2 separate regions of the Nomascus leucogenys genome follow, and region 2 is linked to region 1. A link is a contact called in public Hi-C data. All regions are on one chromosome and are shown on one strand. The core of a region is the stretch at or near the end of the contact, and the rest is flanking DNA. Distances in the headings are between cores, read along the strand shown. Region 1 holds the start of HIVEP1 (zinc finger protein 40). Region 2 overlaps HIVEP1 (zinc finger protein 40).

What was found. A called contact is a pair of places that touch in the nucleus more often than the background predicts.
Region 2: a Hi-C map of a lymphoblastoid cell line shows a contact between it and region 1, with 2.1 times the contacts expected there. The contact joins the enhancer-like site here to the promoter of HIVEP1 in region 1. A contact is called at or near these places in 2 of 4 Hi-C or Micro-C datasets (a lymphoblastoid cell line and an unstated tissue).

Annotation. Positions count from the first base shown.
Region 1 is chr8:60,421,306-60,425,021 of Asia_NLE_v1, forward strand. HIVEP1 (zinc finger protein 40) reads left to right here and starts at 1,550. Exons shown (of 9, transcript XM_030817293.1): 1 at 1,550-1,813.
Region 2 is chr8:60,457,792-60,461,479 of Asia_NLE_v1, forward strand. All of the region lies in intron 2 of HIVEP1 (zinc finger protein 40), which reads left to right. Among named protein-coding and RNA genes, the nearest start is that of HIVEP1, 37 kb to the left of the region's middle. Within about 2 kb of position 1,745, the one cell type or tissue checked has an H3K27ac peak away from gene starts, as active enhancers do. A contact at or near this core is called in a lymphoblastoid cell line, where this site is marked.

The DNA.
Region 1 (3,716 bases), core at 300-2,799:
CCAGCCCCTCTTCACTGCTTTGCCATGGATTTCCACTCCTTGCTTCCTCTACTGCTTTCTAGCAGCCGGGGTCACACCTTGGTTCATGCTAATTACTCCCTCTTCCCCTTTCACGCCCTCCCCTCGTGCCTGGAGCCCGGTCCGACGACCAGCCCCGCACCCCCCTTTTCTGTCCCCGAAGTCCCCTCCCGGGTTGGCCCTATAAGCTGTCAGGCTGGCAGGCAGGGGTTAACTGCGCTCGCAGCTTCGGCACTGGGAAGCACCAGCGGGGCTTTGGAGCGGCCTCTGGAATAACCTTGGCTTTCCTCGCTCTTTTAATAGAATATCCGCCACCAAAAAGTGGTTTCAGTTCAGGGTTAATAATATGTCCCCTTCCACTCTCCAAATCAACACCCTGCCCCCCTCCGTTTTTTTAAAAGTTGTTTTTCAAAGTTAATGAGTTTCAAGTTTCACAATGACTTTCCCCTTCCTTCTACGCGTTGCTGAGGAAACCCCCTTGGGGTCCCCCCCCGCCGCCATCTAGCCTCCCCCTCCCCCATTCGGCCCGGGCGAGGGGCGGGGCCGGGAGACCCCATGACGTCAGCGGCCGGCCCACATCCTGCTGTAGAAAGTAAAGAGACGGTAAAGAGAAACTACGGCCCCGCCCGCCCCGCCCCTCTTCCCGGACCAACCGCCCCCAACTGAGCGACCGGGCCAGGCCTTCCCGGGGCCGCGTGACTGGCCGGGCCCGCCCCTCCGCCCCCGCCGGGTGCTGGTTCCCTAGGCGTCGCGACCCCGGGCTTCCGCCCCGCGCGTCCCTAACCCCGCCCCTCCCCCCCGGGCTGCGCTGCCACCTCCTCCCGCGTCCCCCTCCCGTCCCTGCGGCGGCTCGGCCGGGCGGGGCGGGGAGGGGCGAAGCGGCGGGTGGGTGGCGGGGCCGGCGCGGTCTGGGGCCCGCCCCGCCGGGGAGACCCGGGACACTGGCTCCGGGTTCGTGCCGGGCCGGGCGCCCATCCAGTCCCTACACCCGGTCAGAGCTGGCGGCCGCGCTGGCCCAGCTGGGCCCCGGCGCCTGGGCGTCCCCCGCCCCTCGCCCCGGCCTCAACCCCAGCCCCCGCGGGGACGCCCCCTACCCCGCCCACGCGTCGCCGCCCGCGGCCTCCCCTCCTCCCGCCCCCGGGGATCCCCTGCCGCCCCGCCCACCCGCGGGAAAGCCTCCGACCTTCGCCCTGCCTCCCCCGCGCCGCCCGGTCCGCGTTCCTCCCGCCGGCCCCAAAGACGCTAAACGTGCCCTACTCTGCCCCAGGGGAGAGGTAAAGCCCGCGCCCGTCCTTCCCGGTCCGGGCCCCGCGGCCCCAGGGGCTGCCCGCCCGCCCCGCCGCGGCGCGCGCCCCCCAGCCCGGCTGCCCGGCTCCCTGGCGGCCGCGATCATGCCGTGGCTCCGGGCGCCGGCGAGCTTCGCCGCCTCCTCCGCCCGGCGGCTGCGGCCCCCGCCCGCGCGCCCCGCGCTCCCCCCCCCGCCCCCCGGCCCGCTCCCCTGTTTAATATTTCAGTGCTGGGTGGTGTGAGCGCCAGTCGCCGGCCTTCAGCGTGGCGGCTGCTGGGCGGCGGCAGGGTGGCGGACGGAGCGGGGGACCGGGGAGCAGCGGCCGCTGGAGGAGGTTATGTTTGTGTTTGGGGTTGTCAAGTGAAGGAGGGATCCCAGGCGCTGCCGCCGCCGCCGCCGCCGCCGCGCGAGGGTCGCGGAGATCCCGAGCCGCGGCCGCCGCCATCAGCAGCGCAGCTCCAGGGCCGGCTGCAGCGGCAGCGGCTCCGCCGGGCGTCCTGGCAGCAGGTTCGGCGCGGGCTCCGCGGCGGGGGCGCTGCAGCTGGGGAGGGCGGCGGGGCGGAGCGGGGCGGGGGGGCGGGCAGGAGCACATCCCTTCGGCGGGCGGGGGGCGTGCGGGCGTGTGTGTGTGTGTGTGCGCGTGTGTGCGCGCGTGTGTGTGCAACCGCCGACCTTGCAGAGGGGATGGCTGCGTGCGGGAGACACTTGGCACTTCTGGGCGCCGTCGCCGCGCGCGAGCCGAGCAGGTACAGAGGGACCCAGCCTCCCCAGCCGCCTTCCAGCCGCAGACGCATTTTGCAAGAGGGTGGGAGGTGAAGGAGACCAGGCCTCGGCATCCCAACCTCCCGGCTTTGTGGCTTGCTTTCCCTTTCGTTCTTTGCTCTAAGTGCCTGTTTACTCCCGGCCACCTGGGTAGTTTCTTTCCGGGTTGGGAGTGCGCGCCAGCTGCAGTTGGGAAGGGGGCGGTGGGTTGGGGTGCGGGTCGGCTCGGGCTCGCCTTGGGGTCAGGCTCGGGAAGGAGTTGCTGGCTGGAGAGGGGAGGGGGCGGCGGCGGAGCTGGCGGCGAGGAGGAGTCTCAGGGCTGCCGCGCTCGCCTCATCTCCTCCTCCTCCTCCTCCTCAGCTCTCTGCATCCACTCCAGGCTCCTTCCTGAGCTGGCACTTCCATTCCCCCCTCCTCCTGGCATGCGAAGCGCTTTGTTCAGTGCAGCGTTGCAGAGGGGTTTTCCCAGGCTCCGCCCTCCACATTCATTCATGTTTTTTCTCCTTGCAACTGTCTTTACGCTTTTTGATCGTGTCATGTTTTTGCTCCATGTAGTATTTATTTCTTTCCCGTAAAGGAACGGTTTATCACTCGTCCTAGTCGCTACAATGCTGCTGTCTTTGGAAATACCCACTTCCCCCCACAAGGATTTAAACATGGGATGGACAGCTAGGGACAGTGGGTAGGCAGTGAACGGGGTAGCAGAAAGCCTTTACGGACAGGGAATGTGCACATTTTACGTTTATGCTCCGGATCCCATGGGATCACATGATTGGATTACAGTCAGAGTTCACGCTTTAAAAACTTCCAAATATCGTTACCATTTAAAAGCTTTAAGTTTAACAACGAACGTAGTTAAGCATTCATGCAATTTATTTGGTTCAGCTGTATCTCAATTCTTTATTGAATCAGAACCTTCCTGAATTAGATTAGTGGATGTTTCTTTAGTGCAAGGAGTTGAGAAGCTGTATCTTTTAGAGATCACTTAGCACAATGCTAGATGAAATACTTAGACCATCATATTTTTTTGTACTATTTTACCATGTAGTTAAACAATGCAAATAATTTTGTGTTGTGCTGAGCTGACATACAGCCAGATCAGGGATAAAATACTGAAGTTAATCGTGCCCTTCTTTACCTTCTGTTTCTTTGCTGTAATTAAACTATAAATTTCTAAAACCTTATACTGGGATGTTAGACACATTCCTTCCCATATAGGCTTTCTTAAGGAGAATTAATAGTTCAGCGTTTTTGTGTGACAGGCAAAGCGTCTACAATGTTTAGGTTAGTCCTTACAACAACCTTCTGATGTGGATAATATTTCCTAGTTTTACAGTTGGGAAATCTGATCTTCAGAGAGGTTAAGTAACCTGAACAAGGCCACACAGTAAGGGGTAAAGCCTGGCTTTGAACCCACTCTGGTTTGACACCAAGATAAGTAGTCATGACTTGCTGCGCCTCTTGAAAGAAATCCCGAAAGTAGATGTTATCAGCTCCACAAAATAAATAAGCACTGGATATAACTGAATCATGTAGTACCACATTCTTTAGTTGTTGATCTTGGACAAGTTACTTATCCTCTATTTTTTTTAATCTGTAAAATGAATAAATGATAGCTACCTTCTTAGTTAACAGATTAAATTAGGGA
Region 2 (3,688 bases), core at 495-2,994, 37 kb after region 1:
TGGGACCATGCTAGTGTCAAGTGTGGCCCTTGTACAGTGATGTACATGGGCATTAAAAGACCATGCAGTTTTAAACGACTGGAGACATTTTGCCAGTGTCTTCGCAGAGGAATCAGGAAGTTGGACGGTTGGCCAGTGGGTGAAATGGTGTTTTTGGAAGGCATGACTCGGCGAAGGGAGGAAGCTGATTTGCCTGCATGTGCGCTTTGTGCCAGGCACAAAGCTGGGCACTGCTGCATGTGCTGCTACCTCGTGATCTCCCACGGTGCCGGGAGACAGGTTCATGGTAGCCCTGGGCAGCCTAGGTCACATCCCGGGTCTCACAGCCCCTGGGGCAGAGGCGCTACTCAGAAGCAGGTGTTCTGCCACAAACACATCTTCTTTCCGTCCTGTCACACTGCTGATTGCCGTTAAGAGTTTGGCCTTTCTCTCACTCTGCTTTTGGGGTGGGATTGGCTGAGGGTGTGGATGTTCCCGTCGGTTTTCATCCTTACGTTTCTTAGGCACTTCTAAGGGCACCTTTTTCCTGTGGATGCACCCGGTAGGAAGCTTTTTAATTCAGTGGTATTTCCATCGTGAGAGATCGCTTGCAGTCATGGAACCCTCTTAGTTTCCTCGATAAGCCGGTCGGGAAAGAATTTAAGACCTTTGTTTTGGGTTCACTGCACTTGTCTTTTCAGAGCAGTACCCTCCTTGCTTTTCACATCTGGTACTGAGCAGTTTGCGTGGTTCTGGCACGTGCCTAGAGGCCCTCTGAATTAGTAAGTGAGCTGTAGGCTCAAGTCCTGCTGTTCCATTTTGCAGTTAGGATGCATCTGAACTCTTCTGTTTTTCACCAGCTTTCATGACCATGGGCGTTTCAGCTTCTTACAAGATTTCTGTTAAGCGGGCATCTCCATTTCAGCCGGTTCTTTGTCCCACCTTGAAAAGTCACAAATTTTAGCTGCCATTGGGCCCAGGGATAAGAGCAGGTGGGCCCACGGTGAAGCGTAAGGCCTTGGGAAAGCACTTGTGCGCCGTCTGCGGCGGCAGTGTATGACAAGGCTGGAGAGTGGACACCTTTTTGCTCCTTTAGATAAGGGAAAGAACATTTGCTTGAATAAAAAATTAGGGTCATATTTTTCTGAACTTTGTCACCTAGACATTAAATGATAATTTAGAATTGAGAAAAGATGGCATACATTTCCAATACTCTACCTCTCTCCAGCAATTCTTGGCCTTCCAACCAATATGCCCATCATCCTACCCCAAAATCTTACCTTTTTTAAAATTTATTTTTTAGTAATCAAGATTCTACTTGTGAGTCACAGAGTATTTAAAAACATGCACAATCTGTTGTTAATGGTACCTGGATATGCTCTTTAATTGAAAATTCAACATTTAAGGGTGAATACAGAATGCTTGTTTTTAAAAATACCTTTCCAGTTTAAAGAACCATAGGGGCTAAAACGAGATTGTCTCCTTTTTAGTATTACTTACATAAAAATTATTCAATCTGTGAAACTGAGATACAGGCTTGTTTTGTGACCCTTTCTTTCCAGTTACTGGCTCACTTTTGAGCAAAATGGTGAAACTGTTCTTTCTGCTTGGGGACGGTTTTGTATTATTTTCTCTCCACTAGTCTGCACAATTCAAACCAAAATCAAGCCTCAGAGTGTTTATGTGGTATCTACTGGGCACACTGGCTGCTTAATGCATTTTAATGTGATGTTAGCAAAAGAAAATGTGGAGCTAGTTCCTCACTGGGCATTATGATAAGATTTTAGATTCCAAAGTGTAGCCAGCTCTGGCTTACCCAAAGGAAAATAAAAGAGGTGAGAATACAGCAAAAGGTGGGTGTGGGCAGGGGGAAGGGTATGGGATGATTCTCCCAAGCCTTTATAAACAGAACATTTATTATGGGGTGTGGGTTACCAGATAACAGGAACACCCTTGAAACAGGTGCTAATACATTGAAATCTTTTTGGTACACAGAGGCTTGAGATTAATGACATTTCTTATGTCAGGATTCACCTGTTTTTAAGGTGCAGGTAGTGTTGGCATGCCCGCTCGTGAGCAGCCTTCCTCTGCAGGGTTCTGACCCTCTCTCTTCCTCTCTCTAAGATTTGGCTGCTGAGTGGGTCAGCACCTGGAGAAAGGGGATCTGAGTGGTGTTTTAGCCCCTCAGGGAGCTTGTGGCGTGACAGCACTGGCTTTCTGTGTTTGGCAGAGCGTGTGAGACCTTGTGCAAGGAGGGGACCATCATGCCAGTTGCTCCGCCTGATCAGATGTGTCTCTTTAAATGACTATAGGATATTAAAGTTAAAGGAGGGCTCTTAGATATTTAGATTTTGTCCAGTTCTCTGTTCACAAATCAACACAAATAACCAAAGAAGATATTTTTCTGCCTGCTTGCTCAGATAATAAATGCTATTTATATGTAGAAAGAAAGATGGAGGGATGATTTACAGATGACTCAAACTTATTTAAAAACAAATTTGTGGATTTCCACTAATAAGCTTATACTTTCATGGCCCATTTGAGTAGTTTTTGTTAAACTTCCTTTTTCTCGTATGCTCTATTTGGGATTTCAACGATTTTTATTATGTAATGAGGGAATATTTTTGTTGTGAAATTTTGCTTCCTTTTTGATGTAACTGTTAGAATTTGATGAACTGGTTTGTAACATTAAAATGAAGATGAAAAATTACAAGGTATTCTCGAATGCATGTCGCTTTCTGGGGTGTTGCTGGCGATGATGTGTGCTCTCTGGAGTGTGTATATCCGGAGGTGCTCAGAGTCCGCCCCTGTTGCTCCTAAGAAAGACAAAGCCTCCTATCTGATCAGCTTTGTCCATGACTCTCTAACTTGTTCTTACACTGACACCGTTAACTGCCCTAAATGCCAGGCACCTACTCCGCCAGCCTAGTGGAAACAAGCCTGTGTTAGGAAACCGCAATTGGGTTTAGAATTGGGACTGTTCCACATGCTATTTGCCAGATAAGCCTTAGCATCCTCGTCTGTAAATAACGACAGTTCATGCCTGCCACACATGGGCACCGTAAAAATTAAACACCATCGGCCGGGCGCGGTGGCTCACGCCTGTAATCCCAGCACTTTGGAAGGCCAGGACGGGCGGATCACGAGGTCAGGAGATCGAGACCATCCTGGCTAACATGGTGAAACCCTGTCTCTACTAAAAATTCAAAAACACTAGTCGGGCGTAGTGGCAGGCACCTGTAGTCCCAGTTACTCGGGAGGCTGAGGCGGGAGAATGGCGTGAACCCGGGAGGCGGAGGTTGCAGTGAGCCGAGATCCCACCGCTGCACTCCAGCCTGGGTGACAGAGAGACTCCGTCTCAAAAAAAATTAAACACCATGGGTCCAGCTGGGTGACTCCCATCCTCTCCTCAAGAATCATAAACAGCTTTCTTTGCTTTCAAGATTAGCTCTCACAGTCGGGCCCTGTCAGGCCCCTCCAGACAGTCTCACTGCAGATGCCCTTGCTTTCTAGCCCTTGGCCTGGTGGGCCATTTGCCCATCCTAAGTAGGCCTTTCCTGCTTCCAAGTCTTTGCTCCTACTTTTTGGGGGTCTTAATCTCCACCTATTGAAATGTTCTATTGATGAAGGTAGAAGTGGCGGGAAATGGTATCGGGGAACCACAGGCCAGGCGCTAGGCATGCTCATTGCTACTGGGTTGGCAGTTGCT